Linked DNA regions of Mus musculus: all the other regions are linked to region 1. Evidence: chromatin contacts called from public Hi-C, HiChIP or PLAC-seq and promoter capture Hi-C data. All regions are on one chromosome and are shown on one strand. Each heading gives the region's core, a stretch centred on a gene start, on an enhancer-like site or on the middle of the called end of the contact. The rest is flanking DNA. Distances are from core to core; before and after follow the strand shown.

Evidence for each region. Promoter capture Hi-C pulls out the DNA fragments that hold promoters and counts their contacts. Hi-C and Micro-C count contacts between places; a contact is called where the count stands out from the background. HiChIP or PLAC-seq counts read pairs in DNA pulled down with a chosen protein or histone mark.
Region 2: a Hi-C map of CD8 T cells shows a contact between it and region 1, with 2.6 times the contacts expected there. The contact joins the promoter of Rexo4 here to the promoter of Gpsm1 in region 1. A contact is called at or near these places in 1 of 484 Hi-C or Micro-C datasets (CD8 T cells), 3 of 115 datasets of contacts at active chromatin or transcription factors (large pre-B cells, microglia and pancreatic cancer cells) and 1 of 9 other capture datasets (liver).
Region 3: a contact with region 1 is called in a promoter capture Hi-C map of pre-B cells, with 4 times the contacts expected there. The contact joins the promoter of Cacfd1 here to the promoter of Gpsm1 in region 1. A contact is called at or near these places in 2 of 39 promoter capture datasets (hippocampal neurons and pre-B cells) and 4 of 115 datasets of contacts at active chromatin or transcription factors (bone marrow-derived dendritic cells, memory CD8 T cells, pancreatic cancer cells and 1 more).
Region 4: a contact with region 1 is called in a FOXA1 HiChIP or PLAC-seq map of pancreatic cancer cells. The contact joins the promoter of Rabl6 here to the promoter of Gpsm1 in region 1. A contact is called at or near these places in 6 of 39 promoter capture datasets (cranial neural crest, frontonasal cranial neural crest, hematopoietic stem and progenitor cells and 2 more) and 3 of 115 datasets of contacts at active chromatin or transcription factors (astrocytes, large pre-B cells and pancreatic cancer cells).

What each region holds. Positions count from the first base shown.
Region 1 is chr2:26,313,909-26,316,854 of GRCm38.p6, reverse strand. It overlaps Gpsm1 (G-protein signalling modulator 1 (AGS3-like, C. elegans)), which reads right to left and starts at 1,322. Exons shown (of 14, transcript NM_153410.5): 1 at 1,135-1,322. The coding sequence starts at 1,202. Gm52505 (a long non-coding RNA gene) reads left to right here. Exons shown (of 2, transcript XR_003953775.1): 2 at 429-1,506.
Region 2 is chr2:26,963,094-26,966,045 of GRCm38.p6, reverse strand. Rexo4 (REX4, 3'-5' exonuclease) reads left to right here and starts at 1,660. Exons shown (of 8, transcript NM_207234.2): 1 at 1,660-1,994. The coding sequence starts at 1,728.
Region 3 is chr2:27,008,603-27,011,569 of GRCm38.p6, reverse strand. Cacfd1 (calcium channel flower domain containing 1) reads right to left here and starts at 1,644. Exons shown (of 6, transcript NM_029862.4): 1 at 1,465-1,644. The coding sequence starts at 1,582. It overlaps Adamts13 (a disintegrin-like and metallopeptidase (reprolysin type) with thrombospondin type 1 motif, 13), which reads right to left. Exons shown (of 29, transcript NM_001001322.2): 28 at 2,853-2,967; 29 at 1,945-2,314. The coding sequence ends at 2,123.
Region 4 is chr2:25,606,966-25,609,761 of GRCm38.p6, reverse strand. Rabl6 (RAB, member RAS oncogene family-like 6) reads left to right here and starts at 1,281. Exons shown (of 15, transcript NM_001024616.2): 1 at 1,281-1,649. The coding sequence starts at 1,520. It overlaps Ccdc183 (coiled-coil domain containing 183), which reads left to right. Exons shown (of 14, transcript NM_029859.1): 11 at 1-137; 12 at 221-331; 13 at 406-502; 14 at 969-1,133. The coding sequence ends at 1,087. Fcnaos (a long non-coding RNA gene) reads right to left here and starts at 432. Exons shown (of 8, transcript XR_003954003.1): 1 at 293-432.

The sequences.
Region 1 (2,946 bases), core at 73-2,572:
TGCAGTCTGCCTAGTAGACACCTCCTTCTCACAGGGGTGGCTGGCCCTGAGTTAAATGTGACCCCACAGAGCCTCTGCTCCCAGGGGACTCCAAGAAGCTGCTAGCAAACCTCTTACCCTTGCACTAGAACTTGGAGGAGGGTGTGGGGCTCAGGCATGATCTTCAACACCACACAATGGGGACACTGTCTCTGAGCTGCAGCATTAGAACACTGTATTAGAACGGGACGGCAAGGATCTGTTCGCCAGGCACCAAGCCCTCATTTTGCTCTTTGGGGGTACTAGGCAGAGCTTGGCTAGCTGATGAACCACCCCACTTGAGTAGATTTCTTCAGGGTTGACCCCTAACAGGGAGACCCCAGATATGGGGAAGGGCTAGACGAGGTGGGGGCCAGAAGCTAACTGAAGGATGCTGGGCCTTCCTTTAGGTCTGATGACAGCCCCTGCCCAGAACTCAGGCCGGTCCAGCTCAACCTGAAGCCAGAGTGAACTGACAGCTCTGGTCCACTTCTGGGATCAGCATCTCACCGGAGAACACCCTCATCCATCAAAAGGGAGTCACCAGGGAGGCATGGAGCCAGGGGCAGGACTATCCTGTCATTCCCAGTGGGCGGGCACACAGCACAGACCGCTCGATCACCTGTGAACCTGCCTGGAAGGCAAATGCCTTTGTAGGGAAGCACACACCCACTTGCCTGGCTCAGGCCCAGCTCCTTCTGGCCTAGGGCTGGGGATAGCTAGTGAAGGCAGGGCCCCATCATGACAGCCTGGGTCGTGGCCATGCTACACCAACACCGGGTCACGGCAGTGTCAGGCTTGAGAAGAGAACTCCAGATAACGAAGACTGGCATCCATGCTACTCAGGGTCCCGCAGAGCCGGGTGGTGGAGTGCCCGCCCCGTAAGCCCTTTTGGCATCAGGACAGGGTTGCAGGCAGAACCCAGTCCCAACCCCTCTACCGCGAAACTGATCTTTGGGCCCTGGGCCCCGCGCCCCCACCGCTCCCTACGCAGATCCAGGGAGGCGCGTCCCCGGCCACGTTGCGCGTCGCCGCAGCAGCCTTTGTTCTGGGCCGGCAGCCTCCCGCCCGCGTCTGCCGCTCAGGTCCCCGTTCCCATCCCGGTCCTTGAACTACCTGGAGTAGAGGCGCCTGGAGGCCGGGCCCGGGAGCTCCTCGGCCACGGGCGGGGCCGGGCTCGCCATGAGTCGGGGACGCGCCGAGCAGGAGCACCGCCCCGCTCTGCGGCCGTCCGCCTGCCGATCTGCCCGCCTGTCCGCGCGTCCGTCCGCCTGTCCGCGCGTCCGCGGGAGACGCCGAGGAAGTGATGTGCTGGGGTGCCGCCGCCCCTCCCGCCAGAGCTGTGATGTCACCGCCGCCAGGCGGAGGGAGGGTGGGGAGGGGCAGGCGCCCACCGGCCACCACTGCGGCGGTCCCGCCTACCGTGGGGTGGGCGGGGCTCTGTCTTTGAGGTCCAGTGCAAGGAGAGTCCTGCTCTAGTGTGGACAATGCTGTGTTTCCTTTTCTTTGGGGGGGAAGCCCTGCTAAGCCTGGAGTTTAGTGCTTTTTCTTACACACACACACACACACACACACACACACACACACACACACACACACGAGAGTTTGCTGTCACACACACATCCTGTTCCTTTCCTGTCACCTCTTGTGGGGTACAGGCCATGCAGATGCTCCTGGGGCTAAGGAGAAAACAGGTCTTCCTAGATGGAGTCAGGGTGGGAGGATGCTGTCCAGCCCTAGGCAAGTCTCTACCTTCCTAGGGCTTTCACCACCAGATTTCATGTTGAATTTCATCTGTGAAATGCAAGCGTTTGGAAAACATACTGGAAGAACACCAGGAGCCCACGTGGGAGGCTGGCCGTTGCTCATTCATCTGCCTACCCTCCTCTGAGTTCTCCCAGGACCCTGAGGATCTGAACCTCGGAGTGATCTTTCTTCATCCAACTTGAGTAGCCTTGGAGCCTTCACCTCAGCCAACCCCCAGCCAGCCACAGGGCACCATCTGGACAGCCAGTTCCATTGGGACTCACCCAGGTCTCTGCTCTTCTCTCCAGGCCACTCTAAATCTTCTTGAAAACGTAGCTGTGACCCTCAGTGGAACAGGAACATGTCAGGGTGCAGACTATGGCAGTGTCCTTGGCAGTTTTTCTGCACCCCTGGACCCTGGTCTGAAGAGGGACACCATGCCAAGGTCACCCCAGACAGACCCTGCAGACGCAGCCCACAGTACAGTGGCTTCAGGCGGAGAAAAATGGCAACAAAAACAAACACAAGATAAAACTGGGCTGTTGGCCCTGAGCTAGTTTGTTTTCCTAGGAAGGAGCAGGAGCGAGCAATGAGAACCATCTGTGCCTGGGGCGAGGCGCAAGCTTGCTGCTGTCCCCACACCTCCCCCTAAGACCACAGGAGCCAGGGCTTGCTCTCTCTTGGCTAAGGCAGAGTGTGTGTTATGGCTGGCCAGGCACCACCCACGTTTGCTGAAGTCTCGGGCCTGGTCCCTAGCAGACCCTGGCTCTGGAATGCAGGCGCTTCCTGGTTGCCTTCAAAGGATACAACATACACATGGAGGCTGCTATGACCCACTTGGTGTCAGACTGGGCTTAGATTCCCAGGCCTTGGTTTTAGGAGGCCCTTAGAGACATACTGCAGCAATACAAGCCCCTGCGGGCCCCCAGCTTTGCCAAGGACCAAACCAATGAGCCCCATATGTGATGTTACAGGGTTCTGTTGTTAGGCCCACAACATTCTACTGGGGACAAATTTGCTTCTTCCTTGAGTCAGGAAGAGGGCCACAGGTTGCGAGTCAGCTCTGAAGCAAGCTGTCTGAGGATTCAGTTTCTGTGTTAGAAAGACATGAACTGCCGGGCATGGTGGTGCACGCCTTTAATCCCAGCACTTGGGAGGCAGAGGCAGGCAGATTTCTGAGTT
Region 2 (2,952 bases), core at 411-2,910, 650 kb before region 1:
CCAATTTCCTAGTGCCATTCCTGTTTCATCAGTAGGCAGAGGTACCACCCCCCAGGGCAAATAGCCTCCTCCCTCTACTTTGTTTTCTCTCTCTCTCTCTCTCTCTCTCTCTCTCTCTCTCTCTCTCTCTCTCTCTCATATCTATGTCTCTTATTTCCTACCCTCTGGGGCAAATAAATCTCTTTTTGTAAGGGTCCCCCAAAACTGGCACCCTGGACTCAAATAGTATGTAACCGCAAAGAGTGTTTTATTCTGCAGAAGTCCAGCATGCTGGGGTCTCCCATTGCTAAGATAGAGAGACCATCAAGTGAGCTTGAAGGCTCGATTTAAAGCGCACTGGATTTCTGGGGTAGATGGGCTTTATCTTATTCTATCTCTAGGCATTCCAGAACCATTATCTGAGTGAGTGCTGTTGTGATCATAAAAAGAGAAAGAGCTACTAAGATCTGTTCTGGCAGGGTGTGGGGGAAGGGTGTGCCTCAGTGGGCCCATGCCTCAGCATCCCTTCCCCCTGAGAGAGCAGCCACATGACGGTATAGTATAGAATAGAGTTTATTCGGGGCATGGGGAGGGGAGTTAAGAGGGTAGTAGAGACAAAGGCAGAGAGGGGAGGGGGAGGGGGAGGGGGAGGGGGAGGGGGAGGGGGAGGAGAGGATTGGAGGCTGGCCATGAGCATATGGAGAGAGGGGGTAAGGGAATGGGGAAAGGGGGGAACAAGGGGCCAAGAGGCAAAAGCGTGAGAGAGAAAGAGAGAGGGATGAGGGGGCAAGCAGCCCCTTTTATAGGGTCAGTCCTACCTAGCTGCTACCAGGTAACTGTGTGGAGGAGCATATCTGGCTGTTGCCAGGTTTCGGTGGGGGTGGAGTCCAGACAGAATACCAACAGGTGCGAAGGCTAGAGCCTGGATTTTTTTTTTTTTTTTCTACTAGTAATCGAGTTGCTTGGACTTGCCCATACCTTAGGCCTAGTCTCTTTAACTGCCAATTTGAAGTGTGTTGCGGAATCTGCCTAGCCTTCTCTGTGCTCAGAACTTGGTCTTGGGGGGTGCCGGGGAGGGGGTGTCCTGATTGGATATTTTTCCTAACAGCCACCACCAAGTCTCCCAAACCTTCTTACGTGGTCTGTTGGCTTTGCTGCTTATCTCTAGTCAGAGAAACCCGAGGGCAAACGATTCAACTGTGACCGCCCCATCTGTATTGCACTATCAGGATCAAGAATAGATTGCTGGTCATTAACACTGCGATTAAGAATGTATATGTATACGTATATAGTCACAATTAAATTTTGCTTTATCATTAATATCGGACACTGCTGGCGTGCCTTTGCAGTCAGTAAACCAGAGACGTGGGGAAGGCTTCGGTATTCGCAGTGTGTGGTTGTGCATAGGGCAACCTACACAAGACCCGCCTCCGCCTCTTCCGTACCCCCGTGAGTGCCACACCGAGAGTAGTCCCCCAGCCTTTTCCGGTGTCCCAGAGTCTCCTCATTTGCGGCCTTCCGGGACACCAGATCTTTGTGAAGGTCTGGGCTCCCTTCCGTCAAACTCTGGGTATCCAACCGCAGCGCTGCTAGCCAGGGCTGTCAGCCCCCAGTGCTAACTAGCGGGCTAGTCGCAGAGTCCGCATACGTGCGGAACCAAAGATGCAGTCTCGGTTTCTAGCAGGTCGCGAAGAGAACAGCAACCCGGGTTCCCGCATGCGCAGTGGAGCACGCTTGCACCCTGGGAAATGTGTGCTTGCGCGGTTGCTGGAGTCGCGGTCTCTTCCCTGGTGGTTCCGACTGCGGAGAGCGGGGAGATGAAGACGAAGGCCACCGCGCCGGTGCCCCAACCTGGGCCTATCAGGAAGCTCGCTAGGAAGAAAGCCAAGAAGAAGTTCAGGAAGAGCAAAGCTCTGGCAGGAAGTGGGGTTCCGGGAAGCCACCCGGCGGCTGTGGCAGGCCGACCGCCGAAGGCCCCCGAGAACTTTTCTCAAAATTGGAAGGCGTTGCAAGAGGTGAGACCGGCGACAGGCCACCTTCATCCCGAACTTTCTGTCAGGTAGCCACAGACTCCGAAGGAGGAAGGGATGTTGCCCTCTGCTTCATTCAAATTCTTTTTCTCAATTATGAATCACTTATCTAGGTTGCCACCCTGGCAACGTCTTAAACTATGTCCCAGAACTCTGGCCCAGTGGTTCTGGAACTATTGTAGCTCAGGGTATACCCACACTAGTGGTTGTCCTCCTACATTAGGTAGCCTCCCTAGTCCTGAGCCTCTATACCTACCCCCATTCATAAATTCTTCCATACTAGTTAGATGCTTTTTTTTGTTGTTTTTGTTTTTTCGAGACAGGGTTTCTCTGTGTAGCCCTGGCCGTCCTGGAACTCACTCTGTAGACCAGGCTGGCCTCGAACTCAGAAATCTGCCTGCCTCTGCCTCCCGAGTGCTGGGATTAAAGGCGTGCGCCACCACGCCCAGCTTAGTTAGATGCTTTTACTGCCCTTGTTTCTTAGACGGGGAAATTGTGACACATAACTTACAGGGTTTGAGTTGAAAGTAGGTCACATACGGTGTAAACAGCAGAACTGGGGTGCTGAATATGCCTTCACTGTCGACTTCTAGGGAGTCTTGAGGAGTGTATGTCATGGAGCCTCAGTAAGAAAGACAATAAGGAATTTCTTGGCCTCCATAACAACACTCCACCTTGTTCCTTAGTGTGGATCTTCCAACAGGACACCCAGGAGCAGCCAAACCCTGTGGACAGTCAGGGCTGTGTATGCTGGTTCTTGTTCTTTCTCCCAAGAAAGTAAAGTGTGCAGGGAGGACATGTTTACTAAAGGAAACTTGGATTTGGCTCTGGTTTCTACAAGAATCTAAATCCTTCAGGCCTTTTAAGTATTAGGGGAGTGAATAAGTAGAAACTCACTGCAACATCTCTCAGCTGGTTGCCATCTTGTTGTGGTCTTAACTGG
Region 3 (2,967 bases), core at 395-2,894, 690 kb before region 1:
GCACTCCTGTCCTCAGCATTCCATCTACAGAGCTACTCCACCATGCTGTCCTACAGAGCCACCTTTGGGAGGACCAGGTCGCAACTCAGACGAACAGGAGTCCTTTGACAACCAAGGACTCAAATACATCCACTCACTTGGGGTGCTAATAATGCTCATGTCTTCCATATAAAGGAGATGTCCCTATAATCCTTTCTTCCTCTGTCTACAGAGGTCTTTGGGACCAGAATAAATCCCTCCAATAAATAATAAGCCCCTTAGAATATCCTCCATTCCAAGAGAGGATAGCCCTATGTCAAAGTGACCGGCTAAGCCATAGCTCCTGCCAAACCCCTATTGAGTTTTTAAAGCAAATACACGATATCCTTCCCTCCTATGATATGCCAGTATTCAAAACCTTGATGTCCACCCCCCTGATCCCAATGATCAGGTTCAGGGAACAATTTAAGCTACGGCCACAGGTCTCCAGTAAGGTTTCACTGATAGCTTGGCTCGGCAGGAGGATTAGGGAGGCCTTCGGGAGTAGCACAGGTACCCACAGGAAGTATGGGACTGGGTGGGATTTCCAAAGTCAATCTAATCTAGAAATCACCTGGTCACTGACTGAATCACCATGACGGAGGGAGGATAGCCGCCTACAGGTCATGGTCAGGCCCTTCCTTGTCCCTCACCCCTTAATACCACCTTGAACTAGCTAACTGCACTGAAGAGGATTTGATCAACCTCAGCAGACTTCTTCCAGAGCTGCCTTACCAGGGCAGCACATACCTAACTCTACCCTATCCATCTGACTAGCAAGATCGTCTGGACAGATGGGGCTCCAAGGTATTCCTCCAGACAGGAAAACGGATGAGTCTTCCCCTACCCACACAGTTCCTGCTCTGGTACCAGGTAGGCAATGGATCCTCGGGCCTTCCCAGCACTCACCTGGACTTCTAGGAATTCACAATGAAAGGGACACCCAGGATTTAGCAAACACACTGTTTGGAAGGCCAGCAACATAGCTGCACTGAAGAGGCGGACCTGCCTTCCTCTTTACAAGAGCAGAGAAAGCTTGCTGGTGTGGAGGATACTAGGCCGACGAGAAGCATTAGGAGAGTGTGGACAGTAGGAACCCGAGGAGAACTCCGATCACTGCCCAGCCACCCTGAGGGGCCACTCTTCTCCTGGCACCATCTGACCCCCAAGCAAACTTCCCAGCCTGTGGAGAGCTGCCCCCCATTTATGAACAAGTTTTGTCCAAAGGCTGGGAACTTGGCAGTCCCACCCCAGCCCAGGTAAGCATCACCAGGCCGAGGCAGGGCCGGGAAGGGGCAGACGCGCGTCCTCTGTGAGTCTCATTTCCTCTGATCAGGGCCGCAACAACTGGGCAGTAAGCCATCGAGTTCCGGCGGTGGACTGCAGGCCTGAGGCCGGGAGCCATGGCAACCCCGGGGACGCCCGCTCCCTGGACCCGATACTCACACACCGCTCCTAGCACTCCCGCCAGGCGGCACAGCCAGCGGTACCACCAAGTCATGCCCTCTTCCTGTGCCGGCGGGGCTGGGCCCGCGGCCGCTCCGGCGGCGCCCGAGCCGCTCATGCTAAACGCTGCGCGCAGCCCCAGGCGCGCACAAAGAGACGTGTCCACCCGCGCGCGGCCTTGTGGGAGAGGTGGTGATTAGCATAGGGGCGGGCCCGCAGGCCATAGCCGGGGGGCGGGGGGAGGGCGGGAGGAAATGGAGTATAGCATAAGGGGCGTGTTTACAGACTGTCAGACGCCCTTTGCCACCCAGCAGGTGCGCTGGATCCGGTCTGGCCTTTCCTCTTTGCAAGATTGGAAGACGTCATCCAGAAGTGGCAAAGGCCTTGTTCAGACCTCCAAGGAACTCCGCCTTGCAGTAGAATGAGCTTTCGAGCTAGGCTTGTAATGGGCGGCAGGTTATGGGAGGAAAACTCCAGTCTGGTATCCTGTATCCTTTATTAACCACTGGGGGCTGGGACTGTTTTTCTGATCTCCACCTCCCAGTCCCAGCCCTTCTGCACCTGGAAAAGGTCACTAAAAGAGGTTCCCTAAGGCTAGCAGGCATTAGAACTTCTAAAGAGGCTAAAGTTGCATACTCCCCGGCTGTTGGAGAGAAACCTAGGACAGAGCCAGGCTGTCGTCCTGTTCCGATGTCCTAGGTGAGATGGTCCAATACTCGCCCTGGAGACTGGCATGTGCCTCCAGGAAGCCAGGGCTAAACTCCAGTTCAGCCTCGCTGCCTTCGGACTCCCAGTAGAGCACCTGCTGCCCCCAAAATGTTGTGGTCCTCAGACTGTGGATGTCCCTGATCTGTGGAGAAGCAAGTAGCCAGAACAGGCCATGAGTGATCATTATTTATAAACTCCTGGCTACTCAGAGTCATTTTTGTTTCTTAAAGGAGCCCACATGAGGGACACTCGGTTCTACCCAAGAAACTCCCCAGAACACACAACCAGGTACAAGAGCTAGGATCCTGCTCAAGACTAAGTCTGAGGTGCTCTGGTGCCTTGTAGAGCATACTGAATCGCAACCCTACCTATGCTCTTCTGAAAACAAACAAAACACCAGACACAAACACGATGCTTCCACGCTGGGTCAACAGGCAATGGACTCCCAGGGAAGGCCTTCTCTCTTCCTTCTTGTGGGTAGAGCCACAAGCATTCCCTGGTGAGTGAGTGAGTGGCAGAAACCCTCCTTCCCATTCTTTCCAATAATTTTGAAGTTTTGGATGAAAAATAAGCTAAAAGTGTTCCCTAATGCCAACACTCCCTCCCTCCTTCCTAGAGACAGCTCTCCAGAATCGTATCAAAAGATTACCCCCTTTTTGTCCCCATCCTCGTGGCCTCACCGAGACATAGTTGGCATTGGTCCCCTCAGAAGCAGTGCCCATATCACTGGCCAGGGCGCGGATGGCAATGCGGGCCTGTGGAGCCACACTGATGAAGACCCTGCAGGTCCCTGCC
Region 4 (2,796 bases), core at 32-2,531, 710 kb after region 1:
TGCTAGAAGAGGAAGAAGCAAGACTCAAGCAGGCCCAAAACAACATGAATAAGGGCCAGCAGCTGCTGCTGGTCATCCAGACAGGTATTGACAACCTCTACATCCGGCTCATCGGCATCACCTTGCCAACCTTCCAGGTATCAGCCCCCGGGGAGGAGATGCTGTGTACAGGGTCCCTGTGTGGGACCACAGGAAAACCAGCTGCTCCTCTGACCCACAGAAAGAAATAGCAGTCTCTAACACTCTTGATGTGTACGGCAAGCTGGATTATTGTGAGGGAAAGCTTATCTACCTGGCTGAGCGCATGCAAACGTTGTCCAGAAATGAGGAGGTAACCCTGGGCCATGGAGGGGTCCCCACAAAGCCCATGTGCTCTCCAAGATGATAATGGGTGCTGCCCTGCAGGTTGACACAAAGGTGAGGGACACCTTGGAGTCATCAACTCTAAAAGAGAAACATAATACCAGAATTACCTTTGAGGACCCAGAGGAGGACATGATAGGTGAGGCTCTACATGCCGGCCACAGGAAGATGGAGAAGGACGACAAGAACAATAGCTGCAACTAGATAGGGTCTGAACTCAAGACAAGAGATGGCATACATGGTGACTGGGCGCTGAAGGGAAAGGTTTTAATCGATAGACGTTACAGAGGTTTCTTTTTCTGAGACAAAAGGGACGTATATCATGGGATGGGCCAGAAGGGAGCCCAGACCGAACTTTTAGAAGAATTTCTGCTACAGAGGCAAGGTGGGGTGAAAGGATAAGGACAGCTAGTGTGGATAATCTTGGCAAATCCTAGTTGTCTGGCACCTGGCCTTAGGTGACTTAGGGCAGGGGTCTCCAGTCATTGATACATGTCTGAAATGAGCTCCCGGCAGGAGATGGCCTATGGCAGCAAACGCCAACAGGTAGAGGTGGGAGGCTTCTGGAAAGAGGGTGGCAGCCACTCCTTTTCTTGCCTGTTCAGAAACCTTCCAGTTTGCGGATGTGGACCATAGTTACGTCCCTTCGCGGGCGGAGATAAAGAAACAGGCCCAACAGCTGATCGAGGCGAAGCTCAAGGGAGCCAAAAAGAAGAAAAAGTAAACCTGTCTGGGCTGTAGTACAGAAATAAACATTTTTCCAGAACTACACTAGAGGAAGGAGAAACCTCGGGACTCTTGAGGACCGGGAAGCTGATCGTTGGACCAGAGGGGGTTGGTGGCGGCGAGGTGGAGATGCTAGAAAAGGGCGGGACCTAGTGCGCTCTCTGCGCATGCGGCGGCTACGTGTCCCTTTTAGCGTCCCGTAGCCGCGCCGGCGCCAAGATGGCGGCGCTGACGGGTGCCTGGCTGCCGCGCCGAGGGCCGTGGAAGCCGGAGCGGAGCCACAGAGGCTGAGGCCCCAGAACCTCGCTCGAGGCCGCGCCCGCTCCGGCCTCGGGGGAAGCCTGGGCCGGCCGGACATGGTGCGGGGTGCGCTGTGCTGCTGCCGCTGCTGAGCTCGCAGGCCAGCCCGGCTCGCACGTCCAGCAGGAACATGTTCTCCGCGTTGAAGAAGCTGGTGGGGTCGGAGCAGGCCCCAGGCCGGGACAAGAACATCCCCGCCGGGCTGCAGTCCATGAACCAGGCGCTGCAGAGGCGCTTCGCTAAGGGGGTTCAGTATAACAGTGAGTGCGGGCCGCGCCGTCGGGCAGGCCGGGGCGGCTGGCAGGGCCCGGGGCGGCCACCCAGCCTACTAGGGTCTGGAAGAATCAGAGGGTAGGGGCGGACGGGTCCCTGGGTTCTGAGTAGTGGTCGTTCCTTGAGGGACATCACCTGACAGGAGACCTCCAGAGAACAGCTGTGCGGCGACACTAGCGGAGCAGCGGTGGAGGACCCTGATTGGCGCGGGTACCCTGCGGAGAGAGACCATTACATAACCCGAGGGTGCGCGCGCGGGGCTGCGTGTGCCTGCCTCCTCTCCGCCCCCCGCGCCTGCTCTCACTTGAGGCTCCTGAAAGTCGGAGGCTCCTGAAAGTCGGTCGCCTGTGGGCCTTGAGCCTTGATTTTGTTTTTTTGTTTTTTGTTTTGTAAGGGATATGCTTTTTTTTTTTTTTTAATTTCAAGAGGCTCTTAACTCTGCATCCCTGACCCCACAAGAAGAAAAGTCCGCTCTGCCCTTCGTTATAAATTATGTATGTTGTGCAGCGAGAAGCACACGGTTCTCTTGACCTCTTTAGAGTTTTTCCATTTGCAGGTTGAACAATCAAAAGATTCTTGGGCAATGTCGTGGTCTGATATTGTTTACTTCTAAACTATTTCTATACTGCAACATTTTTGAAGCGCGTGCGCGCACACATACATGCACTGGCACATACACACAGTTCACTGTAAGCTGTGCCTCACAGGGTCAGTGATATTTAGGTAATAATGTAACATTATGAAACTTACTAGGAGGATTTTTTGTGCAAATTTAGAAGCAAACAGTGTATGTGTGTTAACTTGGAAGTTTGTATTTCTCTTGACTGAGGAAGAGAATTGAGTCAAATATTCAGTGGTTTGTGTTCTTTGGAATCTATGTTTGGATTCTTTCGTTATTTTTATATAGTATTAATTTGCAGCCCAATTCTAGAAATTAGGCCTGAACTAGGAGCTTCTTGCTTTCTAAACTTACTACCCACTGGACCCACGCCCTGGGGTTCTAAAGAGGAGGGGTCTAGAAGAGCTGAAGTCTTCCATATTTTCCAAGATGCCTTACTTAAAGGAACAAACCTGCAATATAATAAATACAGATTCGGGATTCTTGTAAGAGTCTCCACATTTTGAATTGTCTGT